2 separate regions of the Hordeum vulgare genome follow, and region 1 is linked to region 2. The links are chromatin contacts, called in public Hi-C maps. All regions are on one chromosome and are shown on one strand. The core of a region is the stretch at or near the end of the contact, and the rest is flanking DNA. Distances in the headings are between cores, read along the strand shown.

The links. Hi-C and Micro-C count contacts between places; a contact is called where the count stands out from the background.
Region 1: a Hi-C map of leaf shows a contact between it and region 2, with 5 times the contacts expected there. The contact joins the promoter of LOC123403987 here to the promoter of LOC123402015 in region 2. A contact is called at or near these places in 2 of 6 Hi-C or Micro-C datasets (both in leaf) and 1 of 1 datasets of contacts at active chromatin or transcription factors (embryo).

The regions. Positions count from the first base shown.
Region 1 is chr6H:442,406,958-442,412,671 of MorexV3_pseudomolecules_assembly, reverse strand. It overlaps LOC123403987 (2-C-methyl-D-erythritol 2,4-cyclodiphosphate synthase, chloroplastic), which reads left to right and starts at 1,834. Exons shown (of 3, transcript XM_045097887.1): 1 at 1,834-2,319; 2 at 2,423-2,553; 3 at 3,695-4,148. The coding sequence starts at 1,995. The coding sequence ends at 3,928.
Region 2 is chr6H:442,295,199-442,300,494 of MorexV3_pseudomolecules_assembly, reverse strand. LOC123402015 (CAAX prenyl protease 1 homolog) reads right to left here and starts at 3,640. Exons shown (of 14, transcript XM_045095868.1): 1 at 3,403-3,640; 2 at 2,591-2,738; 3 at 2,360-2,444; 4 at 2,184-2,279; 5 at 1,570-1,635; 6 at 1,304-1,402; 7 at 1,045-1,158; 8 at 787-897; 9 at 630-692; 10 at 430-522. The coding sequence starts at 3,433.

The sequences.
Region 1 (5,714 bases), core at 585-3,084, 110 kb before region 2:
GTGCTCGGGGGCAAGAGGGCTCTCTATTTATAGACGGCCAAGAGGGGTGTCGTGGGAGCTTAACTCCGGCGACAAATTCCGGTGGCCAGAGGGGTTTGGCAGGCGGTTGCAGGGCGGGGGCATCACCAATACTCCATGGGGAATCCATTTTAGGCCTAATCTTGTGCGGTCATCGACGGGAGACCCGGCTCGACGGTGCTGCATTCACTGGGCGCGACGGCAACAGGAATCGCGCTCTGTGCCATCTGGGACGTGGCGACGGCATTCCTGGTGCGCATGGGCGAGGACGGACCCGCGGAGTCTCGAGGGAGAAGGGGTGGTGCCGGGCAGCGCGGCTTTGGGGCAGAGGCTGCTGGTGGCCGCGACAGTCGTTGGTGGCGCCGCTTCCAAGGTTGGCTGGCTCAGGCCAGCTCACCGCCGACGCAAACATGCGGCCAAGCGAGCGAGCGGAGCAACGGATAAGAGGAAGGCACGGTGGCAAGACCCCCCTCGTCACCACTATGGAGATTGACGTTGAAATATCTGAACCTGAACCTAAAACGCTACAGCTCTGCACTTTGAGTGAAACTGAACCTCACACCAGAACAGTGCACACCACGTGCTCGATTGAATTAAAACCACGTGATAAAAACTTATTTGAAGCTAGAAACTTATGGGGTGGCCTCTTATTGATCCTAGAGGGGTTGCCTATAAAGTTTCAGAATTTTCGAAAATAGTTAAGTCGGGTTTTTAAGAAAACTAGAGAATTTTGGTCAAACTTGGGTCAAACAAAATTTGAAAAATTCAAACTAGCAACCACATGGTTTTTGGAGAAATGAGTTGAGGATACTAAGGTCTACCAAGGATAGGAATTTGGTGATCAGAACCCAAAGAAAACTATGAGCTCCTTTGCAAAAATCTAGGGGTCAAAGCTGATTAGAGAAAATAGTTTTAGAAAAAATAAAATATGAAAGGTAGCTAAATATTTCCAAAACTTTGAGAAATCGTTTTTAAAAGTTGTGTAGATGTCAGGGAGGTGCCATGGACAAGAAATCGGAGGAGGGTGGAGGTAACCAAAATTTTGAAGTGGGGATGGTGGGGCATAGCTGGAATAGTGTGTTTGCATGTGATAAGAGACGAAAGATCTAGGAGTAATTAAATACGAGCAGTACAATGCATGTCATCGAATCTCCAAGCATATCAACGACGCATGCATGCACGGTACCTTCCGTGCATGGGAGAGGAGGGCTTAAGTAAATCACGTGTTGTCTGAACCCTGGAGCTATATTAATTAGTGTTAAATGTAGGGAGCTATGTGCAAAACGACCAGAGCTGACCCATCCTGTCCAGTTGGCATGTTCTGATTGGCCGTGGACTAAATTTACACATGAGTTACAACTTTTGGGACTAAATAGGATCATTTCGCAAGTTCTAGGACCAAATCATCACATCCATTACAAGTTGTACGACTTGCGATGCTATTACCTCCAAACTAAATGCAGATGTTAGTTTTCTGTCTTTTTTTACCTCAGCATGAGCTTGTTTTACTCATATTCCACGGACCTATCCCAGCAACTACGCCTACCAAACACGTCCGTACTCTGAGTCTAATTCCATTCTGTGAACCGAAGAGGCCCCAATAAGATAGCGACTGAAAATCCTTCCATTCATCTCAGTGTATGTAAGCCGAATGACATTTAAGCTCGAATTTCGTATTTTATGCAGCACCCGAATCTGGACCAAAGTGTTCACGTCGTGCCCGTTTGGATGGCAAATGCAGCCACCGGCGACCGGTGAGACAGTGACCGCCGGCTGCAGTACTTAAACGTTAAACCTCGTCCACGGCACCATGAACCGCATCTCCGTCGCCAAGATTCCCCGCCTCCCCAGTCCCCAATGCCAAAGTAATCCCGGCGCACAAAAAACCGCTTCCTTTTCTCGCATTCCGCGGCCAAGAGAAAACCCCGAAACTCTACTCGGCCGCTGCGCTATCTCGCCCATCGGAGCGCGACGACATGGCCTCCGCCTCCTCCCTCTTCCTGGCCTCCCCCATCTCCACCGCGCCGAGGACCGGCATCCGCATCCGCATCCGCACCCGCCCCACCCCCTCCTCCGCTTGCCCCGCCCGGCCGTCCCAGCGCCTCCGGCAGCCGTCTCTGGCGGTGGCGGCCGCGCTCCAGGCGGAGCACCAGCCGGCCGTGGCCGCGGCGCCGAAGCCGCCCGCCCTCCCGTTCCGCGTGGGCCACGGCTTCGACCTCCACCGCCTCGAGCCGGGCCTCCCGCTCATCATCGGCGGCATCAGCATCCCCCACGACCGCGGCTGCGACGCCCACTCCGACGGTGCGTGCCGTTTTTACCACCGTTGCTTGCTCTTTTCCTTGCGCTTCCGTTCGTTTGCTCGTTGCGTTACCGGGCGTGTGGAATTTTTTGGCCGCGTGCGCAGGGGACGTGCTTCTGCACTGCGTGGTGGACGCGATTCTCGGCGCCCTGGGGCTGCCGGACATCGGGCAGATCTTCCCGGACACCGACCCCCGGTGGAAGGGCGCGGAGTCCTGCGTGTTCATGAGGGAAGCTGTGAGTTTCTCAACTTCACTCCGAATTTCATTCTCTCATGGCAATTTCCTCTTGCTTCTGTGGGCATTATAAGATACACTTTGTAGTTGGCTGGTGAAGTGCTTATTCAGAACAAAATTTACAGTTCGTGTGTTGCTTTTGTTCACTTTAAGGTAAAGTATGTCTATATACATCCGTATGTAGTCCCCTAGTAAAACATGTAAAAAGGCTTATATTTAGGAACGTAGGGAGTATGATTCTAGATTGTTGTCTTAGCTGGTTGGTAGAATGCTTAATCAGAACAAAACCTAGAGTTTGTGTGTTCCTGTTGCTGAATGATTCTAAATTGCTAATCATATAGCACTTGTGTTGTGTGTCGGGAAAATAGTTTTCTTTCTACTTGAGTGAGCGATAACTAAGCCTGAGGTCTAGGCTGTTAAGTGTTAAGTGACCCAACTTGTTCATATCTTCTGGGGAAACAATTTTTTCTTTCCCTTAATGTCGTTGTGGGTGGAGGAGACCTAAAATGCATCCATTTTGTGGAAATTCTCCAAAAGGATTCCTTATTGAAGACACCCCAGATCATTACCTGCTTATTTTCTGTTTGACTATTTAATTCCTGCATCAACACCATGCTAACTGCAAATTCGGTCTTGACTTTTCTCCTCTTCCAGGATAAAAAGTATTTCACGTTTTAGAACTTTTTCAAAGGCATGTACCATGTGCTTAGAATGTTGACTGCATTCTGGACTATTGGATACAATATCCCTATGCCTTAGAATTTGAGCTCATTATGTGCTGCTTTTTCTACATGATCGCATCGACCATTGAAATCATCATAGTTTCTCTCCATTTAGGCATTGAGTGGTATTTTTTGTCTTTTCACCAGATGTTATGTAGAATATATCCAGTTGGAGCATTATTGGTTCTTATACTCACGCCTGAATCTGAATTTCACGCTGATTTTTTTACATGATTCCATCCACCATTTAAATCACCCTATTGGTTCCTATATATTCGCACCTGGATTTCATTTGATACGATATCATCGAAGTATTCCAGTCCTGAAGATATGAGCTGATGAAAGTATCGTTTGGTGCTAAATTGATGCATCTAACTGAGCATGCATCTGCTTAACATTTTTTTTCTTGTTATGCATCAGGTAAAGCTAATGCATCAAGCAGGCTATGAGCTGGGGAACCTTGACGCTACACTGATCTTGCAGAAACCAAAAATTAGCCCGTTCAAGGAGACTATCCGGTCTAACTTGTGTGAACTACTCGGGGCGGATCCATCTGTTGTCAATCTCAAGGCCAAGACTCATGAGAAAGTCGACAGTCTAGGAGAAAACAGAAGTATAGCTGCTCATACCGTAGTTCTCCTGATGCGGAAATAGAGTATTAGAAGTATACCACATAATACAAGAACTGTATTGTAGCGTTACTGTGCAAGAGGTCACTGCACTATCCCTGTGATCTAGTCAATATGGAAGCTTCAGGGGAAAGTGGTAAAGCTGAGTACAATGAAGAGAAATGTGTATGCAGCTTTTGTCTCATTTTATTGCTCCAAAATTGAATTCTTGTCTTGCGGGGTGCTATATAGCAGTCATTTTGTCTTGTTATTTTCTTCCGGACCTTAAGAACCATTCACAAATTATACAGCAATATACTGGCATGAGCTTTTTACATGCGATCATTTAACAGGTCTACGAATTCTGCTCATTTTCTTAACTCCAGAAATAAGATTTGCTTCCAATTGTTGACTTCAAATGAAAGGTGACTATTCAAAACACATGGATAGACTATTCAAAACACATGGATATGCAGTCAAATGTGTGCAACGAATTTATAACGAAAAACAATGAACGTAAAACTAGTAATATATGGATACACAGTACAGTTTTCCGAATAAATTTGTACCGTTGTGACACTGGAAGTATACTACTCCCACTTACTTCAAAACCGCGGCACTTATTTTGGATCGGATGGAGTACATAGCACGGGTACATACAAGATCGTTTCGTCAGCATACAACATATGTGCTAAACATTGAACCCTGCAGAAACTGGGCATCCTATATTTCGTATTGCCCAACCATATTAGCATAAGAACTTCATATCAGCAAGATTTTCCTCTCCATTTCTACTGGCATACTGCAATGTTGGATCGTGAGGACTATTACCTTCACAATGCAGGCAATTTTGATGGCTACACCAAGATCACGAAACATAGTTTTAAAGGCAATTTAGATGACTACACCAAGATCATGAAACATAGCTTTAAGTAACATGCTAACTGCGGCGTCCTCGGTTTCCCTTTTAGAGTCAGTTATAATGTACTCCCTCCGTTCCTAAATATAAGTCTTTAAAGAGATTTCACTAAGGGTCTACATATGGAGCAAAATAAGTGAATCTACACTCTAAAACATGTCTATATACATTCGTATGTAGTCTCTTAATGAAACCTCTAGAAAGACTTATATTTAGGAACGGAGGGAGTAGTAGACAGTTTTACTGATAGTTTTATACTACACCCAGAACCCAAAATAATATATCTGGTGTAATTTCAAGTCAGTAAGTTTACAGTCTAGTAAATTACAAATGGCCACCTTCGCTAACACTGGCATAATGAAACCACGCATTTGTCATCAACTAATTTAATCTCGCCAGACTCAGTTGATGCACAATTGCACATCACCGGCTACATCTGCCATGTGCTTGTTCATACCGTGCCATACGGCATATATTTTTTCAGCATCACGATGCCTTGTATCCGCCGACACAAACTTGAAACCCTCAACCCCTCCTACATCTACAAAGCTCCAACCAGTCTCCTTTTTCAAACCAACTCTTTTCATTTCAGTCCTAATCTTTGCAGAGTCTTTCCATCTCCCAGCCGATGCGTAGATATTTGACAAGGAGACTCTCCATATATCACTGTCAGGTTCCAAGGCTAGTAGTTCTTTAGCAGCCTTTTCAGCAAGATCAACATTCCCATAAAGCCGGCAACCAGCCAGCAAAGGTCCCCAAATGGACGAGTTGGGAAGAACAGGCATATCCCTGATGAATTCTTCTGCCTCGGTAAACCTCCCTGACCTTCCAAACAAATCCACTACACAAGCATAATGATCCATGCAGGGCTCAATCCCATGGTCCCTTCTCATGCTTTCAAAGCAACTGTATC
Region 2 (5,296 bases), core at 2,391-4,890:
CAACTTTGTTTTTCTATTTTTCTACCATATGCCCAGCTTTTCTTGTAGTCTTCCCCACTTGAACAACATGCTTTGCGTAAACTTATCTGTTCATAATAAAGTGGTAACCTCACCGTCCCATAAAAAAGTCATTCCATATATCCCTATTTATTCTTGTTCCTCCAAGGCGCCAACCAACACAATTCTGGGTCATCCTATTCACACCTATCCCTCACCCCAAACATAAAAAGGGCTCACCAACTCACTCAACCAAACACATAATTGACTTACCGCGTCCCTACCAACCCGCCGTATGGCCATCTCCCATCCAACTTCATCCATGCAACCAAACGGTACCTTAGCTATCTAGTATACAAATGCTATTGCAACAAAACTAGTTGGCTGACTGGTACACAGAAGGCATAATTAGTTATCTGGATGAGAAAATACCTGCACAGCTACAAAGGAATATGCAGTGTGATTGAGTTTCCAGTGCCCAAGCTCGTGTGCAAGAACAGAAACTATCTCATTATCATTACTACACTGAAACAAACACAAGGGTAACAGTCAAGTAGTCAAACCTGCATGAATTCCCAAATCACAATGGAAAAAATAGTGAACAAAGAACAAAAATGGCCATTTGTTTGAACCTGTTGTATCAATGTGTCATAGAGAACAATGCGCTTATTCTTGAAAAACCCATACATGTAAGCCTGAAAGAGATTGACAGTTGAAATCATATTAGAAGAACATCAATAACTAGTTAGCAATGAAACAAACTCCAAAGGTAGAGCAATTAACATATACATTACTGTGGCTTGATCGAGTAGACCCATCCACCACAAAAAGCTTTTTCAGAGGAAACTTGAGGGAATCTGCTAACTTCTCTATTTTCTCCCTGAGTGAGCCTTCAGGAAGCTGTTGAAATCAGCAACTTCAAGTTCAGTCTTACCATGAAGTTACTATGTGGATACAGATGGAGAATGGATGCATATACCATTCTCACAGAAAACCATATTGAATGAGGAAAATGACTGACGCGGTGCAACAAGTAAAGATACTCACAGGAGTGAATTTGTTGAACAGAGGAGCTATCATGATGGGGTAAATTGTCATCATCAGGAGAGCTAGCGCAAACATAAAACCCCAGAGATATATTGCTAGGTAAGGCCCTCCATTCTGAAGCAGTACAGGAAAAGGTAACTCAGTTGGGTGACATATGCATTCATCTGATTGCGAAAGGGGTTAAGGGACAGTTAATAAAGATGCATGTTAGCATGATAGTTCAGAATAGAGGGTTGCACAACATAAAAATATGGTGTACCTGTACTATAACGATGATAGCAGCCACAATTGGTGGTGCGAGTACAGTGGACAGCAAAATTCCCTTGATCATGTCCCAAATGAAGAGCCAGAATGTTTGCTGAGAAAGGGCAAGAGAAAAAACAACATAAATACGTTACGAAATGAAGATATCAAATTATTGAGTGCTCCAAAGCACCATAAGTTGACACAATTCAAATACATCCATATGTATATTTGCTTTATGTTCACAAACAGAAGTGCAGAAATTGAAAATTATAGACATACCTTGTTAAAACCGTGTCGAGCCTCGATAACAAAAGTTGAGTACAGAGAGAATGGCAAGTCTGTGATCTGTATTGCATCAAGTATGTATTAGGTAGTCACATTTGCATAAGAAATTGGATTGCCATAAAAGAAAATATTGATAGACAATGAACACAGGTAAACATTGAGGTTACTTAGGTGCTATGGAAACATTCAAAAAGAACTGCTGATCAATCAATCTAAAGAAATCAGAATCTTGATTGATGCATGTTTGAACAAAATAAATGCACCTTATGCTATACGTTAAATAAAATAACTAGTGAAAATGTTGAAATGGGTATGGGTTAGTATCTCTGTCAGGACCAAAATCAGCAGAAAGAAAGACACATCAAGGAGTTTATAGGTGTCGAAAAACTATGAAATTAACTCCTGATTCTTAGATTCCTTCCTGCAATAGCTAGCATCATAGATAATCAAGCATTTGATCCTTCAGAGCTAAAGCTAATGCGTCACATATACCTAATCCAATTAATTGCAAAAGACTGTTGAAGAATTTAAAAGAACTGAATATGAAAGCAGAGAAAACGTAATAAACACATGTGGCCTTCTGAAGGAGGCAAATAAATTGATAATACCTGTGACCAAACCATGACACCTGCTAAGAATGCAAGGGTGTGTATTATCTCATTTTCTGCATTCAGGCCAACGTTGGTTACTAACACTCCAGAATTCTATAAAAGGAAGAGGATAGTTAGAACCAAGCTCCTGCACAAAAAGGGTAAAGGACAGCAAGTCAAAGACTTTGTCTTACCTTCCAAAGCCAAGGAAGAACTTTATAGTACAGTATTATGATATCGCATACTATAGTTATGGCCTCACGTACAAAATTGAAATTACTGCAAGAGGAAGTATACATGTCAGTAAAGACAATCTAAAAAGATACAGAGAAGATTAAGTGGGAACGCAGCTAATGAAATTAGGTGTCAGGAATGGTTTCTAAACGAGGTATGGTTGGAAGGGCTGAGTAGAGTATTATAAGCACCTTTTGTCCAGGCTATAAGCTCTCGCCTGCTCAAATTTTTCATGACTAATAACTTTTGCCAGGGATTTTGGCAATGTTGGCAATTTAAGGGCTCTATGCTGCCTGATGTTAAGATATGTCTCAAAAATGTAATTGAGAATCATAAAGCCTGCAGAAGGGACATACATTGAGACGAGCATGTCAGGAATAGACAACAGAAACAATAATAATGATAATGACAAGGTAAATAAAAATACGAAATCTTGACTTCGTACATATGATCTGTTCACACAATTTTGACAAACTTGTGTTAAACACTACTACTTGCAACTTAGTTCAGAAATATTGGCTCATTTTGTACTAGTAAGTGATCATCAAATCTGCACAATACTACACATCTTGTGTTACATAACAGAGCTTGAAAGCGCAAACAAGTCCATGCATCAGGCGACAGGAACCATCTTCAGTCAAATGTAATTCTGCGGATGTACTCCTAACTGCCACGCTGAATACTCTACACTAATCTCCAGGTAACCCAATCTATCCAAAACCTCAGATCACCGCACCTGGATAAACATCTCGCACACACACGACTCACGCCACACTGAGCCATCAAGATCACTCGCTACGCTGGAGAAAATCAAACTGCCCAGACACCCAAACGGTTCCGCGGCACGGGCAAATCCAGCGGCGAAAAGGTCGCGACCCCCGCTAACCCCTAGCTAGGGTTTACACGCGGATCCCGCGCCCATCGAAAGCCGACACGCCCCGGGGAACGAGCGAGCGGACGAGCTACTGCCGGGATTGAGCAGCGGACAGAGGCGGAGTCTTACACAGGACGGCCTCTAGGTAGGGCAGCGCCATTGGAGCCGGTGGCGTCTGAAATCGAGGCGCGGAGGCGGCTTGTGTGCCGAGCGAGGGACGGGCTGGCGGGGAGGGGGTCGAGCGCAAAAACGAGGGAACAGTGGAAGGAGGAGGAGGTGGGGGCGGCGTGATGTGGAAAAAAGGGGCGGATACTTTGCTCGGAGTTGGGGGAGGAAGGTATCGCGGCTGCAGCCACGCCGGGACCGGGTGGGGAACGGCCCGGGGAGCAAAGGGGGCTTGGATGTGGCTGTCGCCTAGTCCACCTTTCTTAAACTTAATATACTATATTTTTTCTGAAAAAATGAATACGGTTGAATTACCGAAAATGGCTATGTGGTGAACGTTCGCTTGGAGTGTATTCCCAGCGAACGCCCCCAACTTGTCATGCCATTATATTACCAACTAAATTTGTCATAATGTCATGACAACTTTGTAGGAATTGCCATGGCCGAAGGCAAAAGTTGTCATGTACCAAAAGAAAGGCATAATAATTGTCACGTTGAGTAGAGAAATTGTCATCTGTGAGATCGTGATATAGAACTGACAACAGAAGCATCGACTGATTGTGGAAGCCCTAAAAATCTGACGCTCCGTGGGTATTGAGGTCCAAACAAATATTGAATTGTGGATAATCTTTTGGCGACTTTTTTCATAAAAGGTCGCATTCCCAGCTTCTCGCATGAGTCACCGCACACATTCCATTCATTTAGATTTATTATGGACTAGTAAGCTTAGATGATGCTCCACGCATTGCCGCGAGAATCATGCTACAACAAATGCATCAATAAGTGATTAAAACAACTAATTAAAATAATGTGATGCCATCTTTTTACAAAAATGTGATGTATGAACTAAAAAATTGCTCCAAACTTCCACGCATATATTGTTCATGGCCACATATAAATTAGTGCACAAAATTAAATAGTTATTGACATGGATGACTTCATTCCACCGGAAAAAATACATGATGACTTAATGAGGGGGCATGGTTTGCATTGTTAGATTAATGCAAGAAGTGTAACTTATGGGCACATGCATGACTTCTACTCCCTTCGTTCCTAAATATTTGTCTTTTTAGATATTTCACTACGGACTACATACGGATGTATATAGACATATTTAAAGTATAGATTCACTCATTTTACTTTGTATGTAGTCCACAGTTGAATCTTTAAAAATACAAATATTTAGTAACGGAGGGAGTAATGTCACACGATTTTTATCATGGCTACAAATAATTGAGGTGATGTAGAAGCATGGGTGTTGAAAAAAATCTAGTAGTGGGTGGTAGCTATTTAGATATATTAGAGGATACCCCTGGTGTTGTTGCGGGAATTGGTTGAGGAAAGTTGGGTTCATAACATGATAAACGAAATTTGAAGTGCATATGCTTACTATATTTGATTATGTATTGTCTTAGCAATGTGTATTGATTATAAGTAGAATAATTGAATGGAAACAATCTTTCCATGTCTGGTTGTATGGTGTAGTGGGTCTTTCCTCGTGCATGATTGCATGTTGAGATGAGCCTTATCGCATTCATACTATAACATGTTGACATGGTAGCCCACATGTTTCTGCGGTATTTCATAAAAATATGATGCAAAATTATAAAATTAAATGATATATGTGATATTATAAATGGAATTTCATCAAAAACAACATCAACAAAGATGCGAATATATATAAATCCCAAATCACCTTGCAAAAAAATGTCCATATTTGCCATACAAAATCGTACAACTTCATAAGACTACCTTTCCATTAGGTTTTTGTTTTTCCTATATGATAAAGCATAGTTGGCACCATATTCGAATGTTACCCTCTTTGTATCTAACTATAATAGCCAAGACCTATCTTCAT